Linked DNA regions of Anser cygnoides: region 2 is linked to region 1. Evidence: chromatin contacts called from public Hi-C data. All regions are on one chromosome and are shown on one strand. Each heading gives the region's core, a stretch centred on a gene start, on an enhancer-like site or on the middle of the called end of the contact. The rest is flanking DNA. Distances are from core to core; before and after follow the strand shown.

Region 1 (5,994 bases), core at 2,848-5,347:
AATTGTTACTATTTTTGCCTTGTGTAGATCTTTTCAACTATAAATCTCTGAGCACTCTAATTAAAGACTTAGCACATATCCAAGTACAAATAATTCCCATCTGGAAGGGATGGGATGCTGAGAAAGAAACAATCTAATGCCAACAATCCCCTCGTCTGATGTTATCACCACAGATCTGGGGGTAGGTTTCCATTTTTAATTAGCTAGCACTCTCAGTATGACACAACTGGATCAAGTCCTCCTCTACCGTTGGATACGTGGGCTGGCAGTCACCATCTGACCTTGGATGTTTGCTATGGGCATGTACCAGCAAAACTGTGACTCCTGAAGTGACTCAGTCACTGGCTAGAAACGCCTGCATGCCGCTCTGCTTAGTTTTAGCAATAAAACTGGGATTCAGCATCAGTGCTGAAGTTGGTAATTTCCTTCCCGTTTTACCACTCGACTTGTGTGGTAAAACAATTCCTTCCTCTAATTTCTTATTGACAGCATTAAGATTTCAGCTTTCCCTTTGTGGGATGGCAACCACCTCTTCTCTGCCGTAAACAGCTGAGCAATCAGTGTCAGCAGTAACCACACACCTTTTCCTTGGAGTCAGGCAGCTGGAGTCCCAGCAGAGTCTTCTCCGCAGAAAGCAGCAAGCTTTTACATATCTTTTTACTAAAACTCCTGCAGCTGCTTGGGTGGTTTATCACTTCACTGTGTGCCAGAGGGGAAGGATGAAGGTAAGCATTTTCTCCCTCCTGTTTGATAGCAAGGTGAGTGGTTCCCATACCTGTTTTTGAGGCCAGCAACCTATCTGCAAACCTCCCAGCTTCCAGCCTCTCTCGTCTTTTCACCAACCAACAAACTCCTCGGAGCAGCTCTGAGTCAGTTCTGGGTTTGTGCCACGGACCCGTCACTAGGAGCCAGGCAGCCAAATAGGTGAAAGGTGCCCTGTCACACATTGAGCGCCATCCTTTGGTAGCTGTTTCAGCTGAAATTCCCTTTTTTTTCTCCCTAGGGCAGATCTCAGACCCTCTTTGGGGAGAGGAAAGGCTTCACTCAGCTTCTTGCATGGAGCCGCACCGTGTCCTTCCCCCTGCCCAGCTCCGCTGGCCCAGATGCAGCCTGCTCAGATGGCTTGAAATAGAGAAGGGTCGAGGAGGAAAAGTGGCAGCTGAAGCCAGACCAAATCAAATTATTTAACCGAACTATTTAATAAGTGCCTCCATGCAGCAGACTTTGAGCTTCTTGCTTTAAAAAGCCTGCAACTTTCTGTCATGTTTTCCTCATCTCACCCCAGCTGTAGGAGTAAAGGGCTGGCCCCAGACCTAAGGTAAAGTATTTGTGAATGTGAAGCTCAGGTGGCAAGGCCCCTTGACGCTGCTTGTGTACCGGCCGTAACGCTTTAGCAAGGGGAATTGTTTCAAGGGGTGATCAATCTTCCCTGTCATGTTTGCTGTGTGAACTTGCCTGTGCAAGGTATGTAGTAAAAGCCTTTTCTGCGGCCTTCCTGTGTTGACACAAAGCTGGCAAATCTGGTGGTAGCCCTTCCCAGGTGCCCTTCTTGTGATGAAGCCAGCATGTTTTGCAAACACGGAGTTGGCCAAGACAGCCGCTTTCGTGAGCACCAGGATTTGCCTACATAAAGCGCTGGGAGTGGATGAGTAAAAGAGTGGCAAGCAGGCCTGTGGGGACTGGTTTATGCCCGTGCAGTGATGTTCTTTATGCAGCTCAGAATACAGTAATCCTCTTGTGCAAATCTGAGGAGATTCAGCAGAGGTGTTTGGTACCTGTTGGCAGCTGTTACTTCTCCCCCCCCCCCCCCTTTTTTTTTTCATTTCTGTTTTGACAAAAAAAAAAAAGAGATTGATTTGGCTAGATGGCTGATATCAAGTCCTTAGATAGGGCAACCAAATATCTGACTTTTATCACTGAATTTTGCAGTCAATATAGGATGGGGGAAAAGCTAAAGCTGTGACCTACACATCACCAATGCTTGCTAGCAGGACAAGGAATTGTGGCAGTGGCATCAAGCCTACCTCTAAGACTTAGGTCTTCACTATTCAAACTGGTTGGATAGCACAGTTAAGATCCATAAACCTATGGCTGCTACTCTAACAGAAGTGCTGGTGCCAGTAGTTGTGTTCTTGGCACAGGATTCAAATGTCCCAGCCAACCTGCAATGAGATCCCCGAAGAAAAGGAAATCTAGCTTCGAAGTCTGCCAGACTGGGAGATAACCCAAGCTGATCAGAGTCAAACTTCTCCTTAATTATGTTAATAGTAGACAGGGGACAATCTGTTTTTTCCTGGCTTTCGTCCCGATGACTAGGACCACTACAAACATTTCCTATCTTTTCAATCTATTTTTATCTGGAGGAGGTTTCACAGAGCGTGCAGTATCTTGGGGAGGACAATACTCAAGTAAATCGAACCATGTGCCATGTTCCATGTAGGAAGCGGTTTTGATAATCTTTACAAATGCTGTTTTGATAGCTTCAAAAAACAATTTGACAATTTAACAATTTGATAGCTCCTGCTGTCTACCAGGGGCTCCATCTCATCATCGGAGAAATGGAAGGAGCTACGAGGAGCCCAAAGTCCTGTCTGGTTGCAAGGGTCTATTTTGGTCTGTTTTGGTGGAGGTTACTCTGTACTGGGGCAGGCACCCTCTAACATCAGCTCGAGGAGCAGTACTTGTCTTTTTAACATCTGTGCTCATTGCTTTTGTCATTTCATGGCTGTGAGGTATTATGTTCACCTGGCACCAGACACTTTAGGGGACTGGCACTGCTGTAACCAAAGAGGAAAACACCTGAAACTCTCAGGGCAGTTTTATAGGGGAGAAGACAGGGATCTGCGAAAATATCACTAAAACGGGAGCAAAATATTAACTAACCCTCAATGGAAAACTGGGGAAAGTTGCTGCCAGATCCTACAGCTCATTTGTGGAGAATTTGTGGAAATGGGCCACAAATAATCTCTCAAGGTGCTGTCTCGTAGCATGTGGTTGTAGATCTACAGCATGGGCCTTTGTCTTGCCGTGGAAATGAAGAAATCCCCGCCAGCTTAAATGTCACCCAGAAGGAAATGAAATAGTGAAGTGTCAAAACACAGCAGGACAAAATCTTTCCCTTTGAGACAGACTGCTTCTGACCTGAGTTAACCACAGCAGCAGGGGTGGTGCTGGGCTTGTGTCTGAGGGACACGCTGGCAGGGGGAAGCGGTATCCTCAGCAGCTACGCTGCATTGAAGTTTTGTGTCCTGCCCCATGGGAAAACACGCTAGTTACACATTAACGTGGTTTCTTCACTAGCGGCATGGGTCCCAGCTGAGGGACGAGCGCAGACAAATGATCACCAACTTGTGTTTCACCTTTCACAGGACCAGCGTTAAATGCTGCCTTAAGGTTTCTCAGAGCCTCATAGTATTGGGAAAGCCTCTGCTATTTCTTACATAGTGATCTTAGAAGCTAACGTGGGTGGTGGAGGCATAGCAAAAGGTGTGGTTAGACAGCACAGGTGCAATCTGTTTAGGGGTGTTGTCAAAAGCACCTGCTCTCCTCTTTCCCTTTGCTGTTGCCAACGTGCTTGACCTGACGCTGTTTTCCTCTGATCCACCTTCGTTAAGATTACAGAGCACCAGCATGGGGTCTGCTAAGCCTCTGGCTTGGGTGAAGTTAGGCAGTCACCTAGGACAGCAGGGAGAAATGAAAATGAGAAAAAGGAGAGGGGAAATGCAGGGGGAGGCTTTTATGTCCTGCCTCAGGTACTACATTCCCTCCTCCGTGCTGCTGGGATTAGTTTGTGTGCTCCAAAACCTTCTGGGGAAGCCGAATGACAAACAAGAACAGCACGTCTGTTACTCAAAGGCACTCAGCCTTAACATATACACGTGCAGGGGAAAACGTGGTGCCATAATCCGGCTTTGCGCACGCCAGATCCCAGGCCAGAGGTCATGGGGATCAGCCCGGGGCACACAATCCCGGTCCCACTGGAAAATAAAACTATAAAAAGAAACCTGTCGATACAACAAATTAGCCGTGAGAACTGGACTGGGTGTCAAAGCCTAAGTCAGCACTTCGCATTGTGTAGCTGCGAGATGTTTGATCGGTGAGCCCTGACGCTGTGTTTACTGCACCGTGAAACCGCGGGCGCAGGAGGGGAATGTCAGCAGCCACGCGGGGCCGGAGCACTCAGCTCCTCAGAAAACGTCTCTGAGGGACTTGGCCTGTGGAAAACCGCAATTGCTGCTGGGCCTGGCAGCAGCCAGAGCTCCCAGCTCTACTCTAAGCGCTCACAGGAGAGGGTGACAGCTTGCCAAGTCCAGTATCTATGTGAGAAGCTGGGGAGAGGGAATGTGAGAAATTATCTTTCCATATTCTGATTGCATCTAATTTGGTGACTGACCATCTGTCTACTTTGTTTAGCTTCTTTTTAAATCCGTGGCATATGTGCTGGCTTCCAAAATCACTTCCAGATGTAAAATTCTTTCAGATAACAATCCCTTTTACTTTTTCACGTTAGATATTTAGGTGTACAGGGTATTGGAAAAGCGATTTTTTTTTACCATTACATTTCCCATAAACTTTTTTTTTAATTATTTTTAACTGTGCTAGGCCAGTCCTCACGTGTACGGAGCCACAGTGCCTACAGCACACACACTGATGTCCCATGTGCACAAATAATGGCCCCTTAAAACAGCAGAGGACAGAACCAGCTCCTGGGGTAGTGTCCTGGAGTCTATGGGGATGAACGTGAAAAGAGAAGGGACCCACATGAGGAAGATATCGGTGCTGTCCCCAGTGACCAGATTTTTTTTTGAACAGCTGCAGGGATTTGCCCTAGAGAGTCAGACTTTAACGGTGACAACAACTGAGTTCATGGAAAAATGTAAAGAAGCAAAACACTAAATCCACATGGAATGCCACGGCTCCGAATGTCTGAAGTTTGGCTCCTGTGGATTTCTGGACAACAAATTCTCAGCACTCCTTAACTGACAGTGAAAACGCTTTGAAGACAGCTCTGAAATGAATGCATTTCTAAAGAGGCTTCATCTCCACTCATGTCCTTTTATTTTCTGGCTCAGCTTTATAGAACATGCTGGAACCATCCTTTCTTTACAACTCATCATAAGCGGTATCTTCTGCCTGCTGGCATTCAGCTCATGATTGAGATGAAGGATCACAAATATTTCCATTTCTTTAATCAGAAAGTTAAGAATCTCTGTGTTAAATTACCAGTAATGAAAAGTCTTCTCTGAAACCAGGCATTGGTTGTTCAAGTTACCTGGAAGTAGGATAGCAAAGATAATAGATATCTTGAATTGTAGATAGTTCAGAAAAAGATGAAAGAAAAAAAAAAAGATTTTGATTTGCATTGAAACAGAAACCATTGAAATCTGTGAAATCAAAAGGTTTGAGAAAAATAATTTGAGGATAAATTAAATACTTGGTTTGATCTTAAATGCATCATTTTTCTACTTTGAGCACTTTTATTCACATTTAAGTTACTAGAAAGTAAACTTCGAGGAAACATTGAAACAGAAAGCTGAAAAGAAATGCATTTCATTTTCAAAAAAGTGGAACTGACACAAGTAATTTCTTTCAAAAAGATTTTTTTTTTTTTTGACCAGACAATTAAAACCCAATCTCAAGTCACAAAACGTTATGGCATTACTGAAGCTTCTTGCGCTAGTAAAAGAAGTATCTCTGAGAAATAATTCCCTCATCTGCACATGTAAGTTGCTTTCCAGGCAGGAACAAGAAGAGAAAGGACAGGGGGAGGATGCAAATAGCCATAAGGAGACAGTGCTTGCAGGTCCTTCTGGCCATCTCCTCCAGTGAAGGTCCCGAGGGGCCCCAGCCCTGGTTTGCTGGCAGGACTCTCAGAGCAAATGAATCTGCCTGGGGCTCCCAGCCTACACCGTGCACAGATGGAGGCATCCTGAGCCGGTGGAAAAATACCAAAACCTTTTGTTCTGAAACGACTTCAATCTGCTGAGGAAGTGA
Region 2 (5,613 bases), core at 2,399-4,898, 800 kb before region 1:
ATCAAAATAAGATGCTTAGATAGTGAAATAGCTTATCTGAGCTTTTGTTTGAAAGGAGGTAAATAGGTAATGTAGGTAATGTTTAAGCAACGATGGCCACAATTAGCAATAGCTACTGTTTATCTTCAGTAACAGCTACTAAAATAACGGTGAGATCTTTGGGGAGACTTCAGAGCCCCCTTACCTGGCTCGTGCTCAGGGGTCTTTGTCTTCTGTGCTTCTGCCCGCCCTTTCCCAGGCAGTTTTTGGCTGGATCAGCTCCCAGAACTGACAAACCTTTCCTCTCCATGAGCAGAGGTGCCTGTGCTCACTCCTGTGGCTGTGCCAGGTCCCCATCAGGGACAGCCCCAAATGACAGTGGGGCAGGGGTAGGGAGTGCATGAGGCAAAGACATTCTGGGGGGGGGCTCTGCTGAGCATAAGGCGTCACAGTTGTTTGAGCACCCCTTCCCCTCCTCGCCTGCCCACGCTCTGTTGCACAGGGTTAGCTCTAAATACCTTGTCATGTATAAATAAGCACGCTCCCCAGTACTGATGGGCTCCAAAGAGTATTCACAGCGAAGCCTCCTCACCCAAAGCTTGTCTTTTCTTAGAAAATTTGAGGGTAGTGTTATGCATAGACAAGTCCTTGACTAAAAAAGGAGCGTGACGTACATAAAACACAGGCTGTGAGACAAACTGGCAGCATTTCCTCATCCAACCTACATGAGATTGGATGAAGATGAGGCCCCTCAGCTTTTCAGCACAAGAGGCCAAGTCATGGCCCGGGCAAAGGAAACCCATGAGGAGCTCTCCCAACTTCTCTGTACATGGCTCTGAGCCCTGTGGCGACAGGCCAAAATGCCCCGTGACATTAAGTCCCTGTAGAGGCCTATATGACACTACTAGACCTATATGCAAGAAGAAATGATGTGCTAAAGTATGCTTGTAGGTGTAGTTGCATCTCTCCTGAGGACCATCGCGACCGCTGCTGCCTGTACCAGCTGCAGCCTAAAGATGGTGGTAGAAAATCAAGGATCGAGGCTTGCATTTCTGTTCTGAGAGATTTTGACTAAGGTCAGCCCCTTCGGTGCTGAAATATTCTCCTTGAAAAACCAATTGAAACGAATCAATGAATCACCTTTCAGGTGTTTGGATTTATTTATTTCATATCAGTTGCCAAGACAGCAAGGGGCCCAGCTGTGCTTAAAAGGCTATGTACTTACTAGAGGTACTGGTATGGCTGTGATGGTCTTAGGAAATAGCCAAGAGAATATCTCTAGTAGAGTTAATCTCAATTATTGCCAGCTGAGATACGCAGCACTGAACATAGATTTTGGGCACACCACCTCTAGTTTAAATGTATTTTGCACAGCCTTTTCTATGTCTTTCATTTCCTTGTGGGGAAAAAAAAATCCACACCAACATTAAAAAGTAAAATTTTAAGTACCTGTATTCAGAGCTGATCACAAAAAAAAAAAAAAAAAACCCTCAAAAATATTACCTCCCCATTTTTTACTCCTTCTCTATGAGCATAGTTGCTGCACAGGGGCAAAAAACTCAGTCAAACAGGCAAGTAATTTTCTACTGGAAAGAAATATTTCTCTTTTGAGGTCTAAAAAGCAAATCATTTGCTTTAAAGCTTAGTCACGTAATATTTGTGTATTTACAGTTTAGTACAACAGAAACAGGAAATAATTAACTTGATAACAGGCTTGGATCTCTTGTAAGTAGTCTGATAAGTGTATGATGGCAAGTTACAACTGTTATTGGAGATTTAGACTGAATTTTCCATTTTTAGCTTGTTCCTAAACCCTTTTTACCTAAACTCCCTGGTCAGCTCACTCAAGTGATGTCTTATGGTATTTCAGAAATAGAAATCTCTTTTTTTCCTTTTTAAAAAAAAAAAATAATAAAAATTGTCACTGAGTGCTGACAGGAAAACTCATGTTTAAATAATCAGTGACCTGATGGATCAGATTGAGTTGCACAGTTCCCAGTAGCTTCCATATGTGTCTTATCTTCAACCCAAAATATCAACCTAAAAATAGCAAAATCATACGAGTTTTTCTTTGAAAAATGTCAAAATAAACCAAGGCAAGAATAAAGAACAGTATGTTCTAAGACATCAATTCATGTCTTCCAGGCTACTGCTTCTGGTTTAGACATTTTTACACATTGTTAACATTTTTCTTTTTTTTTATTGTTATTTTTATTTTATTTTTTATATGAACTTGGAAATGAAGCAACTTTGGACTTCCAAAGCATACACTAAAAAAATGCCCTAAATCATATTTTCTGAACAGCTGTCCCCAAACAGATTCTAGCAGCAGTCATGGGGTGAGTTTGCTTTAATATACATTTACTTTTAATTGGACAGTGGATTATTTTCCTTGGAATTGCTCAGAAAATATAAGGCAAGGCTGAAGCCTCCACTGGGAAGGAGATTTATTGAGCAGAATACCAGGATAATTCTCATAAGCTACAGCAAGACCACACAAGAAAAAAACCCACAAAGTGAGATCTAGGGATCTTCTGGGGAAAACAAGCTAATGACCTGACATTTGTTCCTCCAGCTGGGGTCCCAGACCATAAGGAAGGGGAGCTCTTCTTGAAGTCAAGAGCTCTTCTTCAACCAAAGCACTATAAGCAGAGATCTACGTGAAGCTGGCTGGCAAAGAGCTGCCATGAAGTCCTGAAGTCCAGCTGGATCTCCAGTGGCTCTTGTCATGGGCACAGGCCTCCTTGCCACCCCTGATGACATCTAATCTCAAGAATTTTTCTTGGAAGAAGGGCTGGCCCCATGGGAACCGACTGTTGTTCCCAGTACTCGGACTTCTCCCTGCGAAATAACAATGGGTTTTGTTGTATTCCCAAGCAGTAAAAACAAAATCTTTCACGTGTGCAGGCTGGCAAGGGAGAAAGAGAGCAGGGAGGCATTGCCTCAGGCCTAGAGGATGTACAGAAGCCTGTGCACCATCAAGGAAGAGAAGCCAGCGAAGTGGTGCCATGGCTGTGGAGCGGGACCACCTGCAGCCCCTAGCAGGGTGCTGGCAGATCCCACCCAGCCCAAGGAGACACCCCTGGGTGGCGACAGGGACCAAGCTGGGCTGGCCTAGGGCGCAGGAGGCACCTGGTGTTCAAACAGACAGGGGGTGCAGCTTTTCCCGAGAAGACGCGACAGAGGGAGATGTCTGCAAGCAGATCTGAAAAACTAGGCTTCGCTAAGCTGAACATGTCCTAGCTGTTTTCAGCTCACTGCCGTAGGCAAGTGAGCAAGGAATGAGGACCATGTTGGCAGGTTATGAGGTACGGAGGGGCTTCCCAGAAAGCTTGGGCCTGCTAGAGCTCCTTTAGTACCCCAGCTGCCACCCCCTGCCCTGGGACGGGACCTGCCACCATCTCTGACCATGCTGGGAGCCCAGCTGCCATCCAGAGACGTGCCCAAATGCCTCCTCTCAGGAAACCAGTTTCAGAGCAGGATGTCCAGCCGTGGCATGGAGCAGCAGGAACGCGTGCGAAGGGTGGCCGGGAGCCCAGCTGTCCGATCGATGGCGGCTTCCTGGAAGTTCAGCCGAGCGCTGGCAGCAAAGCAGCAGCACAGCTGGGGCTTTTCAGGGCCACAAGGCTGAGGTGCAGAGCCAGCCCTCCTTCCTCCGCACCAACCGAGGGGAGGACTGCCTGAAGGATGCCCCAGCCCTCAGGGCTGCTTCGCTTCTCATGGGCAAACATGCCCTTTACCTCCCTGCTATCTGAAGTCAACATTTACCTAAGCCTGTTGTCAGCTCTCTGCTGTGATGCCACTAATTGATTTCCGTTAAATCAGAGGATTGCTTATTCCCCAGATATAATATGATTTGCAGACTAGCCCCTCGAAGCCCTGTCATTACTCATGAAACGCAATGTGGATCAGCTCCGCATCTCCTCGAGCTGGTACAGCTTGCAAGGCACAGGCATCTTGCAATAAAGCCACAGGAAACCAATGTAGGGTACTTCTGCTGGTTAATTAGTGTCTCCAAGTAATCTGAGCCAGAAGTTCAGGGTTTCCACTGGTGACTGGGAGGTGGGAAAAAGGGGGATGTCAGCAGTTTGGTCATCCCCCAAATCCCTGACAGGTTGTACCTGGCCTGCCTGGTCGAGACAAATGCCCTGCTGCAGCTCTGCATGGATGGTGACACGGCCAGCACAGTGCCATACAGACACAGGGGCCTGGCATTTATTTTTTGCCTGAAAAAGGCCTGTTAGATGGAAAATAAAGGGGCAGGGTAGAAGCCTCTGCAATCAGCACAGCCTTTGCACAGCTCAGGAGAGCGTGCTTCGACAGCAAGCTCCCTGCTGGTGCAGAAAGGACACGGTGCAGGATTTGCAGGCGCCCTCGTGCTCAGCTCTCTGCGCGGATCGTTCCTGGTTTCCATGACTCGCCGGCCCCTCCTCTGCTCCGAGCGTTTGAAGCTGAGCTCTTTGGCCAAACAGTCCTTGCTGAAATGTCAATACGCCGCTGGGACGCCGACTTGTAGGGTTCATCATGGTTTCCAGGCAGTGCGTGGCTTTGCTTCTCTGCTTTCCGCTGCTGATTCCACTTTCTCTGGATGCAGGTACGTCTGCAATTACATTTACTGGCAGCAAACCTCTCTGCTGATACACTGGCATAATCCTTACTGCGAGCTTTGAGTGCTGTTGCACACAGAAATGTTTGTCCTGCCTCTGGTTGTGCCTGTGAGCTGTTCGAAGGCTCTTGTTTGCTTTCAGTGATGGCAGCCGTGTGCTTGTTTTGCCAGCTGAGGAAAATCCCTTCCACGCTCATATGCGCATCTATCACCTCACTGCACAGGCAGCAGGTCAACCATCAGCTGCCTGCCTATGAGGTGAAAACAGGAACCTAGATTTATTTTTATTTCATGCTGAGCCATGGTATTTTTCAAAGCAGAGAATCGATAGCCTCTCATTCAGCTGACAAGAAATTAAAGAGGGGAAGACCGCTATGTTTCCATTGCAGTAGATGGGAGCGAGGTGGCAGCTCTTCGGTAGTTTCAGGATGTGTCTGAAAATCAGCAACCAAATTAGTACAGCAGAACCAGAAGAAATTGCTTGGTGATTCTCAGGTAGCCATTGACTGTGTCTCTCAAACTGTGATGAACAAAGCTGGAAGAAATTTTTAGCAAAGTCTAAAATGTTCCAATGTAAATAAGTGGAGAACGCAGGAATGAAAGTGGGAGGGTGTCAGTATCCACGTGCGTTGATACATATGTAATGTATCTTCAGCATAATTATAAACCTTTAAAGAAAGCCATATTAAATGCATACAGCCTGATTTAAAAATCACAGCAGAACAACCCAGCTGACATTCCTGCAATGGACAAATGTTTATGAAACACCCTGTGATAAATTAGATGCATGACACAAAATAGTTTAATCCTTTAAGTAACTTTGAAATATGGGGAAAATGACCAGTATTTCACATGTAATTCGGCAAATGTCCTGATTTGACACTGATGCCAAGAGGCAAAGAACTCACCAGACCAAACTAGGCCCTCTCGGGATTCATGTTTATGTGTATGCCTGTGAGGGTGCCTATGAGTGTACACTCACATCCCCAGGGGTCATCAGTCTTGTCCTTCAGAGGCCACCCCAAGTC

The links. Hi-C and Micro-C count contacts between places; a contact is called where the count stands out from the background.
Region 2: a Hi-C map of liver shows a contact between it and region 1, with 1.8 times the contacts expected there. The contact joins the promoter of F7 here to the enhancer-like site in region 1. A contact is called at or near these places in 2 of 7 Hi-C or Micro-C datasets (both in liver).

What each region holds. Positions count from the first base shown.
Region 1 is chr1:147,324,339-147,330,332 of Taihu_goose_T2T_genome, reverse strand. The region is part of intron 3 of LOC106048954 (a long non-coding RNA gene); the gene reads left to right. Among named protein-coding and RNA genes, the nearest start is that of SOWAHC, 18 kb to the right of the region's middle. Within about 2 kb of position 4,097, at least 3 of the 3 cell types and tissues checked have open chromatin away from gene starts, as enhancers often do. A contact at or near this core is called in liver, where this site is marked.
Region 2 is chr1:148,119,568-148,125,180 of Taihu_goose_T2T_genome, reverse strand. It overlaps F7 (coagulation factor VII), which reads left to right and starts at 3,648. Exons shown (of 8, transcript XM_013197422.3): 1 at 3,648-4,573. The coding sequence starts at 4,504.